2 separate regions of the Gossypium hirsutum genome follow, and region 2 is linked to region 1. A link is a contact called in public Hi-C data. All regions are on one chromosome and are shown on one strand. Each heading gives the region's core, a stretch centred on a gene start, on an enhancer-like site or on the middle of the called end of the contact. The rest is flanking DNA. Distances are from core to core; before and after follow the strand shown. Region 1 holds the start of LOC107957029 (2-dehydro-3-deoxy-D-gluconate 5-dehydrogenase). Region 2 holds the start of LOC107957035.

What was found. A called contact is a pair of places that touch in the nucleus more often than the background predicts.
Region 2: a contact with region 1 is called in a Hi-C map of leaf, with 1.9 times the contacts expected there. The contact joins the promoter of LOC107957035 here to the promoter of LOC107957029 in region 1. A contact is called at or near these places in 3 of 34 Hi-C or Micro-C datasets (hypocotyl and leaf).

What each region holds. Positions count from the first base shown.
Region 1 is chrA05:83,663,347-83,666,818 of Gossypium_hirsutum_v2.1, reverse strand. LOC107957029 (2-dehydro-3-deoxy-D-gluconate 5-dehydrogenase) reads right to left here and starts at 2,006. Exons shown (of 6, transcript XM_041112544.1): 1 at 1,885-2,006; 2 at 1,528-1,699; 3 at 1,100-1,308; 4 at 897-956. The coding sequence starts at 1,619.
Region 2 is chrA05:84,113,049-84,116,583 of Gossypium_hirsutum_v2.1, reverse strand. It overlaps LOC107957035, which reads right to left and starts at 1,412. Exons shown (of 1, transcript XM_016892464.2): 1 at 792-1,412. The coding sequence starts at 1,159. The coding sequence ends at 953. LOC107957033 reads left to right here. Exons shown (of 1, transcript XM_016892462.2): 1 at 1-269. The coding sequence ends at 72. It overlaps LOC107957036 (a long non-coding RNA gene), which reads left to right and starts at 1,977. Exons shown (of 2, transcript XR_005926755.1): 1 at 1,977-3,482.

The sequences.
Region 1 (3,472 bases), core at 757-3,256:
TCTTCTATCATGTTAATTTTAAAAGCTGTCATTGTTAGCCAACTAGTGACCAAAAAAGATAAAATTGAATAGTTGGGTGACCATTTTTGTAACTTTTCATAGTTGGTGACTAAAAAAGAAATTTACTAAATGTTTCATAGTTGGTGACCAAAAAAGAAATTTATTAATAATTGGGTGACTACTAGTGTTGTTACCCAATTTTTATACAATTTATTTTTTCTGTAAAAGTATCATAGCGAGTCCTATACTATACTTTGATTTGCATTTTGACCCCCTACTAAAAAAAATAAATTAATCATTATATGTTAAATGAATGACCAAAACAGTCTCTCTATTAAAATTACGTCGTTAAATACTTATGTTCACACTTTATATATAAAACATAATAATAAATTTCATTGTGATATTTACACATTTATTCATTTTAATTAGCACTACTCTTCTATTTTAAGCAAATTGACTATCTACCTTTTATTGTTTACTTACTCTATTTTGTCTTATATTGTACAAGAACAAAATTCTAAAAAACCATAAAAAAATTAAAAAGCATAAATAAAAAACATAATTTCAAAATTATAAAAAATTCTAAATTTAAAAATTAAAACATAAAAAATAAAAAATTTCTAAAATTTTAAAAGAGTACATGCTTTTTTTTAATTTTTATAAAATATTCTACTTTTAGAAAAATTAGAAATGCAAAAAAAAAACAATTTCTTTTAAAAAAATAAAACATTTAAAAACTTAAACATAAATTATTATGCGTGACATAAATAAAAATTAATAGACACAATTTAACAGATGAACTATTTCGCTCCTTCATTTAAGGTATAATGATCATTTTGCATAATTTTGGGTAAAGAGGCTAAAATGAAATTTAAAGTATAATATAATTTTACCGTGGTGGTTCATTGTTGAAAAATCAAAGCGTCTTGGCTTAATATCTAATCCCATCCCATCTGAAAAATGAGGATAATATTAAGGGCAGAAGTTCCAAACTGCCCCAAAATATGAACATTTTATATGCCACGTCAACATCAATTGGAAAAAATATCAGCAGAGATGATATTCATAGCAAATCCAGATAGAAATAGATACCCACCTTCGTAAGCATGACAATTGACAAGAGCATCCAAGTGTCCAAAAGCTCTCCATGCTTTATCCACTGCATCATTAAAAGCTCCTTCTCTTTCATCTTCCATGTCCAAACCAACCACCGCTACTGGCTCTGGGACCACCACTTTCATAATTGAATCCATTATTTTCTGTTTGGCACTCCTCAAAGAGCACTCATTCCCCATTAATACCAACCTAATCACATGCCCACAACATCATATTCCTATATGTTAAAAAACTTTTGCTCCATTTCATGAACAATCAACACCAACTTATACCTAATCACTTGGATATTGGATTGAATCAAGAAACAACAGTAAATTAAGAAATGGAAAATGTTCTATTTTGATCATAAATGAAAGAACCCCAAGTATATGCAAAACATCAACTCATCTAAAATAGGAAACTTATAACCTGCAACCACGTTTGGCTAAATGCAAAGCAATGTTCACTGAAATTTCATCTCCATCTGAAGTGATCAACACGTTCTTTGCTAGATCCTCCATTCTCAATACACAACTGCTGATCACCCAGAAAACATCAAGAAACAGCAAAATCAAACACAACCCAGAAGGTAAATCCAAAGCTGCAAAACAACAAAAAAGGTTCGTTACCTATATATATATATATAATGCTGCTGATGAAATGAATCAAGGTAGTGGGTTGGAGAGATTTTTGAAGGTAGCCTAGATGATTGTGCTTTTATAGGATAAAAAGATGGTTTTTAATTGGTGTTTATTGGTAACTGGTAGCAAAAATGAAAACAAAAACCTGCCAGGCACAAACGAAAGGTCTATTCCTTTGCGCTTCCGTTAATGCCTTGTTATCTCCTTTAGATAACTTTCCTGAAAACAGTGTTTTTTCTTGTTTTTGAAAAAGACAAAAATATAAAGAGTTTTTTTTTATTTTTGTCAATATTTTATAAATTTTAAGATAAATTTATTTGTTTTAGTAAATAATGAAGAATTTTAAAATTTAAAGCTATTCCAAATTCAGCTGCTTTTTAAATTTTCTTAAAATTTTACATCTTTAATTTACCTTCTCTCACTATAAAATACAAAATATAAAATTTTATTTTAATTTATATTGTTATATTTTATATTATTAATAAATACTGATTTATTTTATAAATATAATATAATCATATGAAGGAGAATAGAAATAACAAAATTTGAATATGTATCATTTAAGTTTTGATAAAAACTCTGTAACAATTATTACGAATAAATTTGGGCTATTTTAGATCCCATTAATTTTCTTTATAATTATTTTTATTTCATGAAATTCCCAATAGCCTATAATTATTCGTACAAAATAAATGCACATAGTAGCATAAAAATAATAGAATACGTGATTAGACTATTGATATTAATTCTCCATTCAACTACAACAAAATAAAAAAGTTTACAAAGTTCATAAAAATATAAAAAGCAAAAAAATAACAATAAACACAAAAAAGAAGAAGTAAATAATCATTTTATAATTTATATAATAATATTAAAACTAATTTCTCAAATGATTTTATTTTGAAAACAAAAGAGAAAACCTTATAATTAACTGCTAAAATGGGGCACCGACCCTAAAAAGTCACGGAAGAAGATTTGATTTGATTCTATTAAATAATAAAATAAATAAATCCCGTGTTATAATATAATATCTCCGACAACAATTGCTGAATCCATATCTCTAATAATTCCTAGAGAATTAATCAATTAATATTTTTTTATCATATTAATTAACAAATATAAAAAAATTCTACAACTAACTCTGTTTATTATTTAGAGTTAATTACACTATACTATACGTCTCTAAACTATTATCTTAATTTTAAATTGATTTTTAAATTTTAAAATTATTTTAATTTTATCATTGATTTTCGATATTATATCAATAAAATCTTTGTTACTAAAACCATTTAACTTAACTATTATGTGAATAATTTTTTAGACACATGCCAACATGGATCATGTTAGGTAAAAAAAAAGTTAAATCTGGGTTATATATATATATGAGAAATAGAACGAACTACTTTAAATTAATACGAACCTATAATTCATTTGAATTTGTAGGAATGTACCTGCAATTATCAAAATTGAAGAAAGTAACGAGTTCTCATAATTCATTGTTAACTAAGAGATTTTTTTTTTCCAAACATAGTAAAACTGATTAGAAAATGTTAGGACTCAATTCAAAGAATTAAAATTTTTTTATTGAAAAAAAGAAGAGAGAAACAAGTTTCTCAATAAAGTTACAAATACAAAATATTCTTCAATCTTCATTGTGGAAAGGACAATAAAACTTAATAGGGAAAAAAGAACAAAACTCATTGATGTGTGTTAAAATAAAAAGGTGTCGTATG
Region 2 (3,535 bases), core at 163-2,662, 450 kb before region 1:
TCCATTATTTATTTTGGACTCATCTGTATCTTCCTCATAGCTATTGGTGTGCATATGTATGTTGGCTCATAGCTGACCAAAACCAACTACCCAACTCTGTTAGAATCTCTAAATTTGTGGTTTTGTATGTATTTTCTGTTTCTGTTTGCATGTGTCTTTTTTAAACCAAAGTTACTACATTGATATTTTTGTTTGTCTTCTGATTTTGTTCTTCACATTAATCTTGCGAAAGAGTTTGATAAATAAAATGTTTTATTCTGGTTTCTGAATCTACTTTTGTCTTATTCATGCTTACTCAAGAATCATCTGCTAATGGCTGAGAGGTGGGGAAGGGCATTATTATCATTTCTTTATATAGCTTACTTTTTCATTATTGTTCTGGAAACAGTCGTTTTCCTGAAGATTCCTTAAAAATGAGCAAACAATTCTGAAGGTTGACTTAATCATTTACCCTTGAGCTCATATTTGACTCTATCAGATTTGCATATGCTTACTAGTTATGATTAATTTATGGTGGAAACCAACAAAACGGTGATATGTACTTGTATCAGCAGTAGTTCCATTTACCAGCTCCAAATTTGGCATTCAGGTGGTAATAAAATTATATGGAGAATGTCAACTTTTCATGCCAGAATCTGAAATTAGGCATTGATGCAGCTAGAGACAAAATGAACTATATTAATGATTGCAGAGCAAAAAATATATATAATATGGCTGTTTGTCTGTTCAAAATGCAATTTATCTTTATCGTTCAAAGCAAGATCAGAATCAAAGATTTACCGTTAGTAGAAAATAGCTGCAATGATCATAACCAAGTCTGAATAACATAGAAGCAATGTGAAAAAACAACAAAAGCTAAATAACAGTAGCAAATTCTTCTTCATGGGAGCAGAAAACATGATAATACAAAATGAAAATCTAATCTTGTTAGATAGAGAGAGTGCCTTTGTTGTTAGACATAGAGGTGGATATGAAGAACAACAAGGAACAGGATGAGGAACAAAGCATAGAGAACAGCATGCACAAAAATGGCAGCCACACTTGTTTTCATGTTCATAAAACCGATGGGTTGATTCTTCCCTGGGATTTGCAGGATTACCCCTGGTGATATAAATGCAAACAGTGCTGCAGCTACGAAGGGAGCAGCCCAATCTTTCATTTTCTAATATATGCAGCTCCTTCACACACACTAATCTCCTGTAGAGTTAAACTGAAAAAAAGCAAGAACGAAACAAGCATTAAACAAATAAAAAAAAGCAAAAGAAAGTTTTGTGGATGCTTGTTTTTATGGCTTGTTCATGGGAATGATATAATGCTAAAAATAAGAACTGTCAATCATTCCCACTTTCTACTTGTGATCATTTAAATCTCTTGCTTTTTGTTGGGCAAGATTTCGTCTTGATGTCAACCCCACAGGCCTTCTATATTCGATTGGAGGAGTAGCCAAGTCCTCGTTCTTGATGCTTCCATCATCAATGTCCACTCAAAGATTAGTGTTTTGAAAGTACCTTTTTTTCATTGCTTCTTTTTATCATCTTCTTTTTCATGCTTTTGATTATTAAAATTTGAGACAACATAGTGGCTTTTTGACAAGAAACTACCTACTCCATCTCCATTTCCGGCGGAAAGTAATAACTTTTTTTTATATTGGAGTTTAGACTTCTTTTTAATCCAAGTTAAGTCCTAAATTTATTATTTGTTCCCACATTGAGATGGATTTGACAACTTTTTCCATATTAGGATCTAAATTTTTTTTTTATCCAAGTTAAGTTCTAAACTTGACAATTATTCTTATATTGGGTCAAAACTTAACCATTATTTCAACTGTCATGCCCCGAAATGTGAATTAAAATTTTCAAGTTGAATCTATAATTTTTCTATTTGAGTGTGCAATTAGGCTTCTGTTTGGGCTTGGCCTGTCAAAATGTCAAAAACTATAACGATAAGTATCGATACCTTTCTAACAAGACCCGATACCTTCGCATTTTTTAGTGTAAAAAACCCTAGTGTGCTAAGACCCCAGGTTTTTAAGTGTAATTTTGCTTGGCCAGCCCCCTCTTCTCATTTTTTTGTTTCTGCTGCCGCCCCTAAACTTGTTTTCCTCTCTTCACTTTTTCCTTTGGCCGTTTTCTCCTCTCTTCCCCCTTCTCTTCTCTTTTCTCTTCTTCTTCTTCCTTTCTCTTCTTCTTAGCTGCCGTTTCTTGCACCCCTCTTGGGTTGTCGATTCTTTTTTTTTCCCCGAATAATCATTAATCGTTCGGTTCGTTTGCACCAATAGTTTTGTGCACATGCCTCTTTATTCTATTTTACACGGTTATGATCCTAACGGTAGATTGGTAAGTGTAAACCTTCCAATCCATGGGTAAGATTTGGTTTTCGAGTAAATAAATCGTGTGTACGATTTATTTCACTTATTGGTTAATCGGGTTTCTTCGATTTCTGAATCTCATTTATGTCGATTGTAATGTGTTGTTATTTATGTGTATACCATTTGAAAGATCGAATCCTGATGGGATCAGAGCAGATCTGAATCGTTGGAGTCCATCGGAGGAGTGAAGTGCTGCATGAGCGTATGGGTGAAGGTGTGTGTCTAACCGTGTGTTTCCGTGAGTGTATGGGCTTGGCTGAATGTATGAGTGCCTATTTTTGCGTTTTGCTTGTTGATTTTATCACTTAATGTTAGTTATTTCATTCTAATGGTTTTGGTTGTGATAAGTAACTCCAGATTTGGTTGAAAAATATTCTTTGACGTGGTATTGAGAAACCAATGAAATGACTTAGTAGTAAATGGGACCTTGTATGGTAGATCTAGTTGTAGCATGCTGCCATTTTTCTGAATCGTTAATGTTGAATATGTGTATAATGTTGATTCAGTGTTAATCCCGCATATATAACTGATGCATGATTATTGTTACTATTTAACCAACAACCTGTTACTGTTTGCATGATAGTATGTTAAAACTGTTATTGCTTTCTAACATTGCTAGCGTGTCCTACTAATGCATTGGGGTTTGGGTTGTTGAAGGAGGAAGTTCAGGATTAAATGTTGGATCGGTTCATCGATCATCTATTGGTGGTTCATCCACATGAGCTAAGGCTCCTATTAATTTACGAGTTGTTCATCTGCAAAATACTATTTTGGTTTGTAGAGTTGGACGAGTTTTGAGGAACTTTTACTGTGATGTGCTGGGTTGGATTGGGTAGTGTACTGCACTAACATTCATAAGCATGCTAGTAGTTATCGTGTTTCTATGAATATTGTGATACTAATATGTATTGTATATTGCAACCTTGTGTTATGTTTATTTACTGCTTTATATACTCACCGCTTAAGGCTTCCTTTGGTTCACCGTTTAAAGTCAGTGAGTTGTAGTTGGATTCCCAACCTTACTGGGAAGCTGTTTGGTTGAGTGTTTCAGTGCAACCAAAATCAATTCTCACCACACTGCTATCCCAAAAATCAACTGGAGCTTTCAGCAGCAGTAAGCTCACTGGTTGAACTTTCATTTATTATTTTACCATTTTATCCTTAAAG